Linked DNA regions of Arachis hypogaea: region 2 is linked to region 1. The links are chromatin contacts, called in public Hi-C maps. All regions are on one chromosome and are shown on one strand. Each heading gives the region's core, a stretch centred on a gene start, on an enhancer-like site or on the middle of the called end of the contact. The rest is flanking DNA. Distances are from core to core; before and after follow the strand shown.

Region 1 (6,854 bases), core at 699-3,198:
ATAGGCATGGATCATATTGTATTTGTTTGAAATTGCTTGGGTCTGCATAATTATTTGTTTTGCCTAATTGATATTTTGTTAACTGCTAAATGTACTATTTGTCATAATTGTTTTCTATGTGTGATTGTTTGATTATCTATTTGATTGCTTGTACTTGTGACTTGTTGGTTCAGATTATGATGGTGAGGTGACTATGATTGGTTTATATGTGTGTATGTACATTTTCAAGAAAAAAGTATTTTTGGTTTCCAATAAAAAGTCAATACGAATTTGAGTTAAAGGCTCATATTTTATTATTAAATATATAGATGTTGTCGTAATATTTTCGCTATCACAGTAGCATAACCAGAAGTGTGACATTTTAGTAGTAAAAGTGTTACATCCACGAATCTCTACCGCCTCCACAAAATCTTCTAGCACAGTCTTATATGGCACCTCTACTACCACGACCTCAGGGGCCTACCCGCCATATTTGACCGTCGACATGCAGTACAGCTAGTATTCTGCATAGTTCATTATCATTATTAGCCTCCTTTTTCCCCATAATTCATTATTATCTATTAAGAAAGTGTATTATGCGTATTTGTATCTCAAATTGATATTGAATGTATAGTTTGAGAATATGTTTATAGTTCATGGTTATGTTGAATGTATAATTTGAGACTATGTTTATCTGTATTATTGGACTTCATTATACTTGTATTAAGTATGTTTATATAGTTAAAAATTATTGTCCCATATGTAAAACGCGTATTTTATCTTCAGTATGAACACGTTAGTTACAAATGTATCTCATTCCTAGCATAGACGAAATATATTTATAAAGGCTACAATATTTTATCTTGTCTGGGGACTAGATACATTGCTAATTCTTCATTATTTATTTTGTCTATGCCAAAGATGTTAAAAACTAACTCGTTTATGTAATAAAGAATATAAACGTAAATAAATCCTAGCGTGTTTACTAGTGTAATTTTAATATTTACTTTATAGGTTTAACTAATATACCCTAAGAGCATATGATAAATTTATAATTAGCTAAAAATTTTAAATATTTTTACTTAATAAATATAAAATAAATACATTAAAAATTTATTTTTTTTAAATTTTTAATGAAAACTTTCTTAATTTATAAATTTAGTGGACACAAGAAAAATAACCTCTTATTTTATTTATTTGAAAGAAAAAATCTTGATTTAGTGATTTATTTCTGTGTTTACATAGTATTTTCGTTAATTTTATTGTATAAATAAATTATATATGAAACAAATTGGTTAATCTCTCTCTCTGAACTGAGATTTTCTATTATTGGGTCAACTTTTGTATGGTGGGAAGCTGACTCGCAACCAACAAATACCCCTTAGCTTAATTCTTTTTTAATTTATCTTCTTCCTGTCGCAACCAAATCCGAATATATTCTATGATATAATATTATATTAGTAGGTGAAACTTACAGCTATTTATCTTTTAATTTGATAATGATGCCAACGTGCGTGGGAACCGTATATTATCTATATGAATATGATTATTCAGCATGCTTAATTAGCCTTCATTTCGTTGTAACAATATTAACTAGTAATTTGTCGCATGCTTTTCTGTTGTATTGTATGGCATCCACATGTGAAGTTTACGGTCAAACTCGAAATTGCAGAGAATACCTCATCCTTCATCATCATTCTTATGTTGGAAAAAAGCAATGATCCGTCCAAAAAGAAGCAATATGAAAAATTTTTGGAAGGTGAAGTATAGTTTCTCACTTTAAATATGTACCATAAAATAATATTTAATGCATATAACTTATCAAGAAAAAAATGTTTACCGCATGTATTAAATACATATTTTTTTTAGTATTAGTATCCGAAAAAAGTTTATTCAGCTTCTCCAACCTAATTATATATATGTTCCGTTTCCAACTGTCATTCTCTGGCTTTTGTAGACAATTAATTAATCATACTGAATATTTTGTCGCATGACACATATGTCAGGCATATTCTCCTTCTTTTCTTTGTTATTTTTATTCTGATTTAACTGGCTTTTAAAAATTTCAAAGCAAAACTAAATGTAGGTTGCTAGGTTGGTATAACCAAATTAAACTAAGGTATTAGTAGCTGGTTAAACTGGTTTGAAGCTAGCTCAGTAGAAACTAGAAAGTAAATGTGTATGTACTACTAGATGTGAGTAAGAAAACTCTGTGATGCACGGACAGGGACACGACATGGAATAGGCTAACACATGAATTTTAAAATTTTATAAGATACGAGAACACGCATACATATAAAATATAAAGTATTTTTTAGATAAATCATAATAATATTTTGATATTTTATTGATATTAAAATATAAATTAATTTTTTAATTCTTTTTAATGTCTTATTTTAATTATATTAAATATTTAAAATATTTTTTATTTTAATAAATATTAATATATACTATATCTAAATTTATTTTAAGAATATATATTAAGAATAAGATTGGACACGTTGACATGTGATGATATTTAAGTGTGTCTAAGTGTGTTTGGAGAAAATTTTTTTACTTTTTATTAAGATACGGTTAGACACAGCAGACACGCGTATCAGACGAGTGTCGGTGAGTGTCGTGTCCAAAATATGTCCGTGCTTCATATAAAAAAGTTAATTAGTGATTAGTATAAATTCAAAGTACACCTTTCCATAATATCATAGATTGGAAAGTAACTAAGAATCCTAGCTCACTTTTTAACTATCTTCATAGTATTTAAATAAACAAATTTTGAATTATTTATTTATTTATATGAGAACTACTTAAACTTCTATTAGAATTACGAAAACAGATACAGTTTCTTTTTTAAAAAAAAAAAACTTTCTTCATTTCCTTTTTATAAAAATCATGTAATAACTAATAAGCCCCTCCCAACCCCACTCCCTTTTGTTTTGAGCATTGGAGTTTTTCTTGTGTGTTGTCCAGAATTAATTTTCTCAAGGTTGGAGGGGACCATTAATCCGGGAGAAAAATCCAATAAACCAATAAGTTAGTAAAGAGAATTGAATCGCTTACAAGTGACAACAAAGGAATGCAGCTGAAATAGTATAGTAGTGAAATGCAGAGAATTTGATCATCAAACTTGCTTTATGCATATGGTGAAAATGCTGTATATAATGTACGGTAACTAGAAAGTCCAAGAGAAGAGTAGTAAATGGAATTGTGGTCATAGAATGAACAAGTAATCATCATCATTATTCATTCATTCACCTTGTTGCTGTTGGCACCATACGGCAATATATCTCTTCACAAATAAGAAAAGAAAAAGGTATATGCAAAATTGCAAACTCATTAACCACTTCAATTCAAATATACAACTTTCACCAACAAAAAAAAAAAAAGAAGACAAGGAAAAAAGGAAAAGAAAAGAAAAAACAATCAATCATGTTTCATGTTTACATTTGGAAGCTTTTCTTAAATAAAACTCAAGCTAAAAAAAAATCTCAAAAGTCTCTGTTATTTATTTAACCTCTATTATCTTATGCTTAACTAATGAGATTTTAAAGTGAAAGGGTGTTAAAATGTAATTATCAGGTACCCTGTTCTTTTCTTTTCCCTTCCACGATACAATGTGTCCTGTTATTAGTACACAACATTGCTTTGCAATGACAACTACACATTACTTTTCTACCTGGGGAAGAAAACGAAAGGGTGGAAATTGGAAATATACGACCATCTTTCTTTGTATATCAACAACTGCATCCTCTTTCTCAGTCTCTTATGGTGCAATTTGAATAAAAATACACTGAAGTGATAAGACAAAAACTATATATAAATAAAGAGAGTAATATATATAACTTTTTTCTTTCTTTTTTCCTTCCCCCAAAAAAACTTACATTAGAAGTATTTTTCTATTATTCACTCCTATGTGGCTTGCAAATGGCAAGTCAGTTATCCTCAAATTCCTTCACTACGTACCTGTTAGCACAAACCAAAAGATAATACGTTTGAGTTACCAACAGAATATTAATTTCAATACATACTGACTCTGCCTAGCATCCGAAGACAGAACCATATATTATAATTGTTGAGAGTAGTCTATCAATATGATTTACTATATACTTGCGTTCAAGCAACTAATACAACAATACAAACATAATCGCATTATAAAAAAAATCATTGTAAAATACTTACCATAATTCTGGTGCGCACTTTTGTGAAGTTGTAAATGGCTTTTATTAAGGAGCCATATCTCATGAAGTTCAATGATCCCATATGGCTATAATAAACATCTGTCAGAATCTATTCAAATATATATATACAAAAAAAAAAAAATTGAAACTTTTACTATTTACAAAAAACATACAAATGGAAGGAGATTAAATTTATGGTTTAATGATCCAGCAATGGAATTGAGAAGAGAAGTAGTTCTGCAACAGCAATACAGAGAGAAAGCAAAAGAGAGAATGCTTTTTTTTCTGATAAAATGGATAACAATGATGGTCTAAAGAACTTACACAATCTCAGTATACCGAATCCTCCATGCAGGAAAACCAAGGTGGCTTCTCACTGGCCCATAAACAAGTAAAAGGTCAGGTTCAGGACCCTTGCAACCTGACAGTGAAACCAGATGATTATTAAGTGAATATGTCCTGAACAAGAAAATTAACTATTTAAATGACTAGTAGGTTCAAAAAGAAAACAAACCAACAACTTTTAGTGCCTCATTCAGAAGAGGTTCTGATATCACTTGACCATCAATTTCTCCACCAAAGTTTTGTCGTTTCAAATTCTCTACAAAAATAAAATTGGCTGCTTTTACCATGGCCTCCTTTCCATCTGCGTAAGAAACAAATTCCAAAGTCATGTGCTCTGGAACGTGGAGTGTAATAGCTTCATTAACTTCCTGCACTGAACCAATGCTAGATCAGAACTCATTGACAGTGATTTCCATTGAATATCTATCCAATCCATACTTTCCCACCAACCCATTGCTTCAATCTCGATAATGATTACTATGGGCAACTAAGATATATTTCTTGTTTTGTGCAAGCAAATATCATAAGTTCATTAACATGTTATGAAAGAAGCATACTACCTAACCAAAAAATGCATATAGTACCTCTATTGGTTTTGCATTCTTCAATTTTCCAAATATGGTTTCTTTAGACTTCTTCAGCACTCCTAAAATGCAGAATTCAAGGAAAATATTTATACATGGCCTGAATCACAAAATGTTTATCATTACTGCTTCTCCAAGCTTCATACCATTCATGTCATAGAGGCAAACATTCTTTACCCCAATAGAATCCAGCCACTGCAACTCTGCAAGAGCTTGACAACTTTTGAAGTTTGGTGAGCATCTTCACTTTCTATGACAATGGCAAGGTACCGAAGCTTTGCTATATTAAGAGACTTGTATTTCTCCAATACTCCACAAGTGATGAAACAACTTTCAATGAAACAACGGATTGCTAATATGGAATGCCAAATGCTGAGAAGTATGTGTAGGAAGTACCAACGGAGTTGAAGCCCAACATTGCCCATCTGTTAAAAGCCTTTACCCACAATGAATACACTTTTAACATTTTCGATTTGAATGGAAAAGCATGCGCTCAGTTGCTGTGCCTAGACCAAGTAACCACTTAAACTTATGCCAAATGCTATTATGTTCAACAATAAACTGGACAAAAAATCCAGTTAAAAAATAATAGGACAAATCAAAGAGGGAACAGTATGATGCATTTAGATTGGAATATTGCATGATTTCTATGAAATATGGCATAGTCATGATCCATTGATCTTCCTAAACTAAAAACACCATAAAAGTAAAAGTTTAATTGAAAGATAAGTTTTTGATACTTTCAGTGCATTGAATAAGTCAAACCTAAAAAATTTCCATTATTATCTTCTTAACAAGTTCCCCGGGACATTTTTTAGCTACATCATTTACTTAATCAGTAACTGTATTATTGCCAGTTCCAAACATGTATTATACACATTTCCCCCCCTTGTCTTTTTACTCTAATTTGTAATAAATCATGAAAATTGAACACTCACAGTGAGAACGGAATGAGACAACTTGCGAACTAGATATTTCAAATCCATGATCCTAACAGTATGCAAAACATAAAATCCATCAAATTCCAAAGAACATATTATCGCATTCACTCAACAGTAACACTAAACAATAATGTGAGTATTTTGAATCGAAATTAGGAAGGTCAATAGAGACAAATTCTGGTGTTTGATGAATCTCAGAAAGGAAGAAGAAGAGTAATGAACAAGGTTGCGAGAACCGAACGGGTCATCAGACCGGTCGAGCTATTGGTTCAATGGTTTAATGGTTCAACCGGAGTCAAATCGTGGTTGAACCGATTTAATTAAATATATGAATAAATTATTAAAATTTAATATATAATTCCAAATATACAAATTTAATCATTTTTAAACTAATAATCCTCTCAAGTCTAGAAAGAAGGGCGAACAAGAAATGGCACCACAAACCAACTTCTAAAAACTAGAATTCATGCATACACGGGTTCAAAGACCTGACAAAACCCTTACAATCAAGGTGATGACTTTGGTCTTTTTCCCGTTACATACAAATTGAAACATCAGTCAACATTCAGCAGAAAGAAAATTATAGGAAACAGGTAAACAAAGATAATACATAAACATGTTCTTACTCTTAATTAATACTCATTTGTTTCAAAATAAATAAATATACAAATAAAGTAGTTCATGGAAAATTCTATGTATATAGACAAATTGTCTAAAATAAATTAATTATTACTACTTTTTCTAAATTGATAGTTATTTTGAAACCAAATTGAACCAAAACGAATTAATTATTTGCAAGAGTGAGATCATTCATCTCTCGTGATTGCAGG
Region 2 (6,591 bases), core at 1,592-4,091, 44 kb before region 1:
TTAAAATATAATATACGTGTATCCATCCCATCCATTCAGCAAAGAGAGAAAGAGAGAGACTGGCGGATGCCATCAGCAAAAACCACAACCTTTCTCCGATCGGAGCGCGAAGTCATGCGCTAAGAGTCAGAGAGATCACTGATGAGAGCTTAAACTTTCGGACTTTCGAAGAATTTTCGAGCTGGAAGATGATCTCAGTGCTTGATCTTACAGTCACCTCTTTCCACTCTGCTTCTGATGCCCCTTCAGTTCTATAGTCGCGCAATGCATACAACACTTGGAGCCTAGACGGAGCTGCAAACCATACAATGTTAATCAAAGCAACTGCAAATTATAACAATGAAACTAAAGAAAGCTTTGCCTCCCTCCACTAAAGACAAGTAGCTACCAGTTGAAACCATGATATAAATGAAATTCAACGTTGGAATAGGAATAACATAAGCATTAATAAACAGTGATATAGCCTCCTAATGGTATCTAGATAATCTATTAGTTCAATTGGTGCATAACAGTCAATGTTAGAATATGTAGGAAAGTCAATCTTATCCTCTCACAGAAATTTTACACCCCAATTCTGGATTTTGATTCATAAACTCTAAGAGAGAGGTAACTGTTTACACAGCTAAAGATCATTGGAAAGCAAAAGAATAGTTCATAATTTATTTCGAAAAGATTACCTAGTCCAAACATGCTTGTCTTTTGGACTGTAATACGCTCAACTTTAGATCTTCTAATCTGACTCAAAGCCTGAAGATCTTCTTGCTTGCCCTTAAATTCGAGGAACTCACCCAACACGTACTTATTGGCCTTCAGTTCCAACCTGCAGGCCAAGCAATTTATTTTATTAGTAAAGAAGTCTGATTTGGAAGCATTAAATGATGCCAAATAAATGAGAACTAACCTGTCCCATATTGGAGCTGTGCTAAGGACAAAATTTAGATTCTGTTGGATAGATTCTTGCATATCCTTCTTCCCAGCACGAAAGGGATTCTTTACCCAACCGGAAAACATATTCTTTGGTCCAGGCTTCATTTGTACCCATTCATCATGGGTAACTACTTCAGATGGCAAACTACTTGCTGCAATGGTACTGCAAATACAAATGAAGAAACACAAAATACATCAACAGGAAAGTTAAAATAATAGAGAGAAAGAACAATTTATCACGAGCAACTTACATGACATTACAACTAACAAAAACTTCTAAGAGATAAAGCCAAAATAGATCAAAATGCAATTTATCATCATCCTCTATGTTAACTGTTATAACTTAATCTTCTTCTAGCTCCTTATTATCATGTTTATCATTATCTAATACCGCAGCCTCATCATTTAGAAATTAGAAGCAAAAATAACAGACTCCAAATATTCCATTCCACCACATCAAGCTTCACAATAGTAAACTTGGGTCTCTGATTTTTACAAGCATCAACTTTTCTTCTCTTATACATGATTTGAAGTTTTTCATTTTATCTTTTTTACCCACAGGTCAGAAAATGTGACCCTTTGAAAATATTAGAAGAGATTTAACACAGCTCATAGGAACAATTATACAAGTTTCAAAATCATACCATAATTTAGGGTTAGGAAGTACAACTTTACAAGATATGTATCCTTCAGGTAAAGCTACTCCTCTTTGCTCAAGATATGATTCAAGGATAGAAGCTTGCTTTCTTGCTTCTGCCACCTACATAGTTCAGGAAACAGAAAGCAATCAAGCCATGTCACTTTCCTGTTCATACTAATTAATAACCATCTGATATTAGTTTCTGATTCAAGCCACCCTATGAACCAGCATTGTAGCAACAAAGACATTTAAGAGATGCAGTTCCTCACAGGATCAGGGTGACGCTCTACTTTATGGCTGCTTGTTTTTTCACAGGCCCAAGTACCATCCCCATTAACTGTTAAAATCCCTGAGTAGTTCTTCACGGATATCACAACTACCTCCCTGAAATATCAGAAACAGAGACATTTAAGGAATGAAATCATATAACTGATTATTTGAAACTTCAGCAAGTAAATGCAGAAAGAAGTAATAAATAGGGTCACGGGTATGCCATTTTCTCCATTAATCAAACAAGAACAGTGACACTGTCAGAGCGAACAAACAATTGAATTGACAAGAAATGAAAATCAAAAAAGGAAAGTACTCTTTTTTGACAAGAACTATGTCAATGCTCTGTCTGGAACTAGTATCAGCATCTGGAATTCGAAGACCAACATAAACATTTCCTCCGTAAAGCTTTTGAACCCTGAAATGCGAAACATTAAAGTCACGTCGAATTCTTCTACAAGCTAGAAAATTAAGTGCACTGAGATTGAAAACCTCATAAAAAAAGTTGAAATTTCTCAAAATTTGAGGAAAATTCGTGCCCTAGATTGAAAAAAAAAAATAAGAAAGAGAAGTAAGAAAAGAGACCTATCGGCGACGGAGAAAAGAGCAGAAGAGTGATCAGATCCTTCAACGTCCAAAATGTCGTCGTCGTAGAAGAATCGTTTGATCAATTTGTAGAATACCAATCCGCAGATAATCGCTGCCCACATCATCGATAAATTCGTCTGCCAAAAACTGGAAGAAAGAAATGGGGAGCGATTGCGATTTGGTTCGAATTCTTGTTGAGTGGGCAAAGCCAAATAGATTCAGTTGTGTGCCCAAAATCACTGTTCAAGTTCAACTAAGTATTAAGGTTTCAGCTGGCTACTATTATCACTCTATCATTCTCTGCCTTCACTGCTAAGCAAACATTGAACAAGTAATCAAATTCAAATATATGAATAAAATCTCAAATTTTGATATGAGAAACTCTTGGTACTAAGTAATTTTTACTTTTTTTTTTTCAGTATTTTTAGTCATAATTTAATTAATATAAATGTTAAATTATTTTTAATAAATAAATTTTATTAATTTATATATATAAATTTTAAAAAATATGATGTATATTATATTTATTTATGTAAAAAATTTTTTGATAAATATAAGTGTAAAATATATATTTTTTAGTGTAAAATTCTTATAAATACAGATAAAAATTATTATTAGTCAAATATTGATAAAAAAAAATAATAATATTTATTGGTGATATAATATTGTTCTTTGAATATTTTAATAGGATAACAATTTTTTATTCTTTCTAAAGCCCTTGAAAATTAATTTCATTGGATAGATGAATCTCTTTATCGTTTTGAAAGGGAATAATTTACTTTAGAGTAATATTTTAATAAAATTTATTAAAAATTTATTTGTGTAATATGAATATTAAAAATTTGATTGCCAATGAGAAAAAGACCAATTTATTGGACAACAATAATTTTTAAAGACTTCTAAATAATAAAATTTTGTTAAAAACTAAATACCTTGTCTAAAATTTAATGTTTTCGAAAATATACTTATATGCTCGTAAATAGTTAAATATTTATTCGTTTATTTATTTACTTATTTTGAAGCTACTGTATAAGGTAGTGTTATATTAGGAAAATTGTAGGAAATGGGATTGCCAATTCACTTATCAATTCTGTTTTCTAGTTTCCAATTGCTTCTCGCCTCACTCAGTTTATCAGTTTATTTTTGGTGTGCACACTTGTGTAAATGATAACTTACTGCCAACCCCAGAAGAAAAGAAATAAAAATGTGATCAGATAAGAAAAATCCTAAACAATATTACAAGCAGATATGATCATCATCATAAAACCATAAATAGGTGCAGCAAACAATTTGATGTTCAATATGTAACTGCCAAAGTGGAGTATTAACAAAATGTGTTGTTTGTTTGTTCTATTTGCTACCACTCTTTTTCTTGAACAGGCTTCCAAGCTTGCCAAGTGGTGATCTCTTCTTCTTCTTGAATTGTTGTTCCTTTGATGGTGAGCTTTCGTTTTGGCTTTCACCATCACTCTTGTTCTCTACAGAGGTGGCAGCATTGACTCCAATGTTCTTTGAGTCAACAACTTCCTCCCCAAAGGAATCAAAGGGTTCAGGATCTAGTTCTTTCCCAGATGATAACTCCTTTTTCTCAATCTGACAGCTCTCCCACATTTTGAATTCAACTTTTACTGAATCATCTTTTCCTTGCTTCACTTCTCCATTCACATTCTCTGGTTTCGGAGATTCAGACTTGTTTTCTTTCGATACATCATCTCCTCCATGTCCATGTCCGTTCTCTTCGGAGAATTCGACTACTTTAGGGAGCAAATCGTAGTCCTTCTCGCTCTCTGAAAGATCTTCATTATCCTTGCTGTCTTTTCTAATTGTAGCTTCTTCAAGCAGCTTAGATAACTCCTGCACCTTCTGAATAGATTCGAGTTCCCTTGCTCGGAGTTCTTCATTTTCCTGGAAAACATTCTGAAACTCATTCTCTTTATCCAACAAACTCTCCTTCAATTTCATGCTATCCGCCTGTGCTTCTTTCAGTGATTCTTGCAGGTGGATCACCTCAGCCTCCACTTCTTTTAGATTTTCCTTCAGTTGAGCTTCTTCCTCCATCTTAGCACTAGATTCTTCCTCGGTTTTTTTAAGCAAATGAAGCAACCTATCTATTTCTTTTCCCAGAGACGTGTTCTCTTCTTTGGTTTGCTTTAAGCAGTTGCTTAGATGATTTTCCCTCTTCTCCCACTCTGCCTTGGAGCTCTCGTTGTCCTCCTTCAAATTCTCAATTCTAAATGTAAGATCATCAATCTCACGTCGTGCATCATCGAGCATGGACTCGTATTTTTCATTCGTAGCCTTTAAAACGGCTTTTAAATCTTCAACCTGCAACCCATAGCTTTTATGTTCAGCTTGGTTGGCTAAAAGCTTTTCTTTTGCATCTCTAGCTTCTGCAGTTACCTCATGTAATGCAGAAGCCAAGCTTTCCATTGCCATTTTGCTCTTCTCTTCTTCATCTCTACATATCTCCAATTCATTGATGAGTTTGTTTTTCTCTTCTAATAGGATCTGCACACTTGACTCTGCAAGCTTCTCCTTGCTCAATGCCTGGGCTTTCTCTTCCTTAACATTTTTGAGTTCAGATTCAAGAGACTTGACCTTCTTTGACATTTCAAGGATTTCCTCCTTAGCCACAAGAAGGCGCCGTTCTGAGTCCTCAAGATCTCCTTTTTGTCTCCCAATAGTCATTTCCAATAATGCTACCTTCTCTTTGCTACTAGTGATTTCAGATTCGGCATCATGCAACAAATCATTGTTTCCTTCAAGCTGTTTTGTCATGGAGTCCAAAGATGCCGATGCAGATCTCTCCAATTTATTTGCTTCTTCAACTCTCATTTCTAGTTTCTCAACCTTATTTTTCCATTCTTCAAGCATACTATGTGCATAAGATTCAGCCATCTTTGCAGCTTCAAGTTCCACATTAAGCTGTTCAATATAATTCTCTTTCTCCGTCAACTTCTCATTGTAACCTTTGGCCTCCATTTCAATTTTTTCTTTGAGAACCTTTATCTCTGTTTTTAGCTTCAAAACAATCTGGTTTTCACTAGCCTCGGTTTCCAGCTTTGAATCTAGCAAGGCTTTCAAATAACTCAGTTCGGCTGAAAGATTATCTGCTTTCTCTGCTTGAACCTCAGCAAGTTTTGTTGCCTCATCAGCATGAATCAGTGCCTGGTTCTTTGCATCACAAGTCATGGCGAGTTCTTGCTTAACCCGCTGAAGCTCCTGAGTGGTGGAGAGAAGAGAAGCCACGTCCACGGCATGCTGGCTCCTCACATTTTCAAGCTCTTTCTTCCATTCTTCTTCCTTCTTCTGAGCTTCAATTCCAGCCTGTTCCAACTCAACAGCTCGGAACTTCTCAATCTCACAATCCTCCTCAACCTGCTTTTGAGCCACCAATGCTTCTCTGAGTTTCTCATTTGCTTCCTCGGCCAGCTTCTGTGCTTCTTTCAACTGATCAAGTGCTTTTGCCTTCTCTTTCTCGGCCTGAACCAGCATATCCTTTGCTTTCTTTAGTTCTTCTTGAGCATGATTCAACTGGGTCTGCAACTCTGAACCCTTAGCAGCTCGTGGTTGTAGTTTCTGAAAAATCAAACAACATAATAAGCATATTTTTAAGTACAGATAATCAAATTCAAATAAGGACTTAAGATATATATTTTCCCACTTTATCAACTACCACAAGATCTTCAGCAATTCACTAGCAAATACCAGGCTAATAATGTTTACTTATTACACTACTGTAGAGAAATCAAACATTCAAAGACTTCAAGTTCAAATGCTTCATCCTAAAACAGAATCCAGGAAATCGTGCCTAAACATTAAATCAAACATGACCCATCTCAACATTTGAGATGACTTACATCAGGCGGGGTGGTGACCGGCCTTGGTGATTTTCGCTCAAAATTGGGCTTCAAATTCACAGTTCGCGGTGATCTTTCTGCAGAAAGGCGAGAAGCTTGCAGAGGCGATGGTGATTCAGCTTCTGACTTGGGAACTCCCTTGCTGAGTTTGCTCACTCTTGGAGTTGCAGGGGATGCTTTATTGGAAGTGGCTGAAGCAGCTTTGCCGGGAGTGGTGGATGGTGCTTTCTTGGGAGTGGCTGATGCTGCTTTCTTGGGAGTAGCCGGTGTTCCTTTGTTGGGAGTTTCAGATAAACTGGATCCAAA

The links. A called contact is a pair of places that touch in the nucleus more often than the background predicts.
Region 2: a Hi-C map of leaf shows a contact between it and region 1, with 1.8 times the contacts expected there. The contact joins the promoter of LOC112801321 here to the enhancer-like site in region 1. A contact is called at or near these places in 2 of 8 Hi-C or Micro-C datasets (both in leaf).

The regions. Positions count from the first base shown.
Region 1 is chr5:38,356,650-38,363,503 of arahy.Tifrunner.gnm2.J5K5, reverse strand. It overlaps the pseudogene LOC112801318. Among protein-coding and RNA genes, the nearest start is that of LOC112803477, 30 kb to the left of the region's middle. Within about 2 kb of position 1,948, at least 2 of the 3 cell types and tissues checked have open chromatin away from gene starts, as enhancers often do.
Region 2 is chr5:38,401,735-38,408,325 of arahy.Tifrunner.gnm2.J5K5, reverse strand. LOC112801321 reads right to left here and starts at 2,841. Exons shown (of 7, transcript XM_025843992.3): 1 at 2,423-2,841; 2 at 2,154-2,255; 3 at 1,837-1,951; 4 at 1,572-1,687; 5 at 902-1,090; 6 at 678-820; 7 at 1-294. The coding sequence starts at 2,550. The coding sequence ends at 113. LOC112801319 (WEB family protein At3g02930, chloroplastic) reads right to left here. Exons shown (of 3, transcript XM_025843990.3): 2 at 6,286-6,580; 3 at 3,616-6,004. The coding sequence ends at 3,776.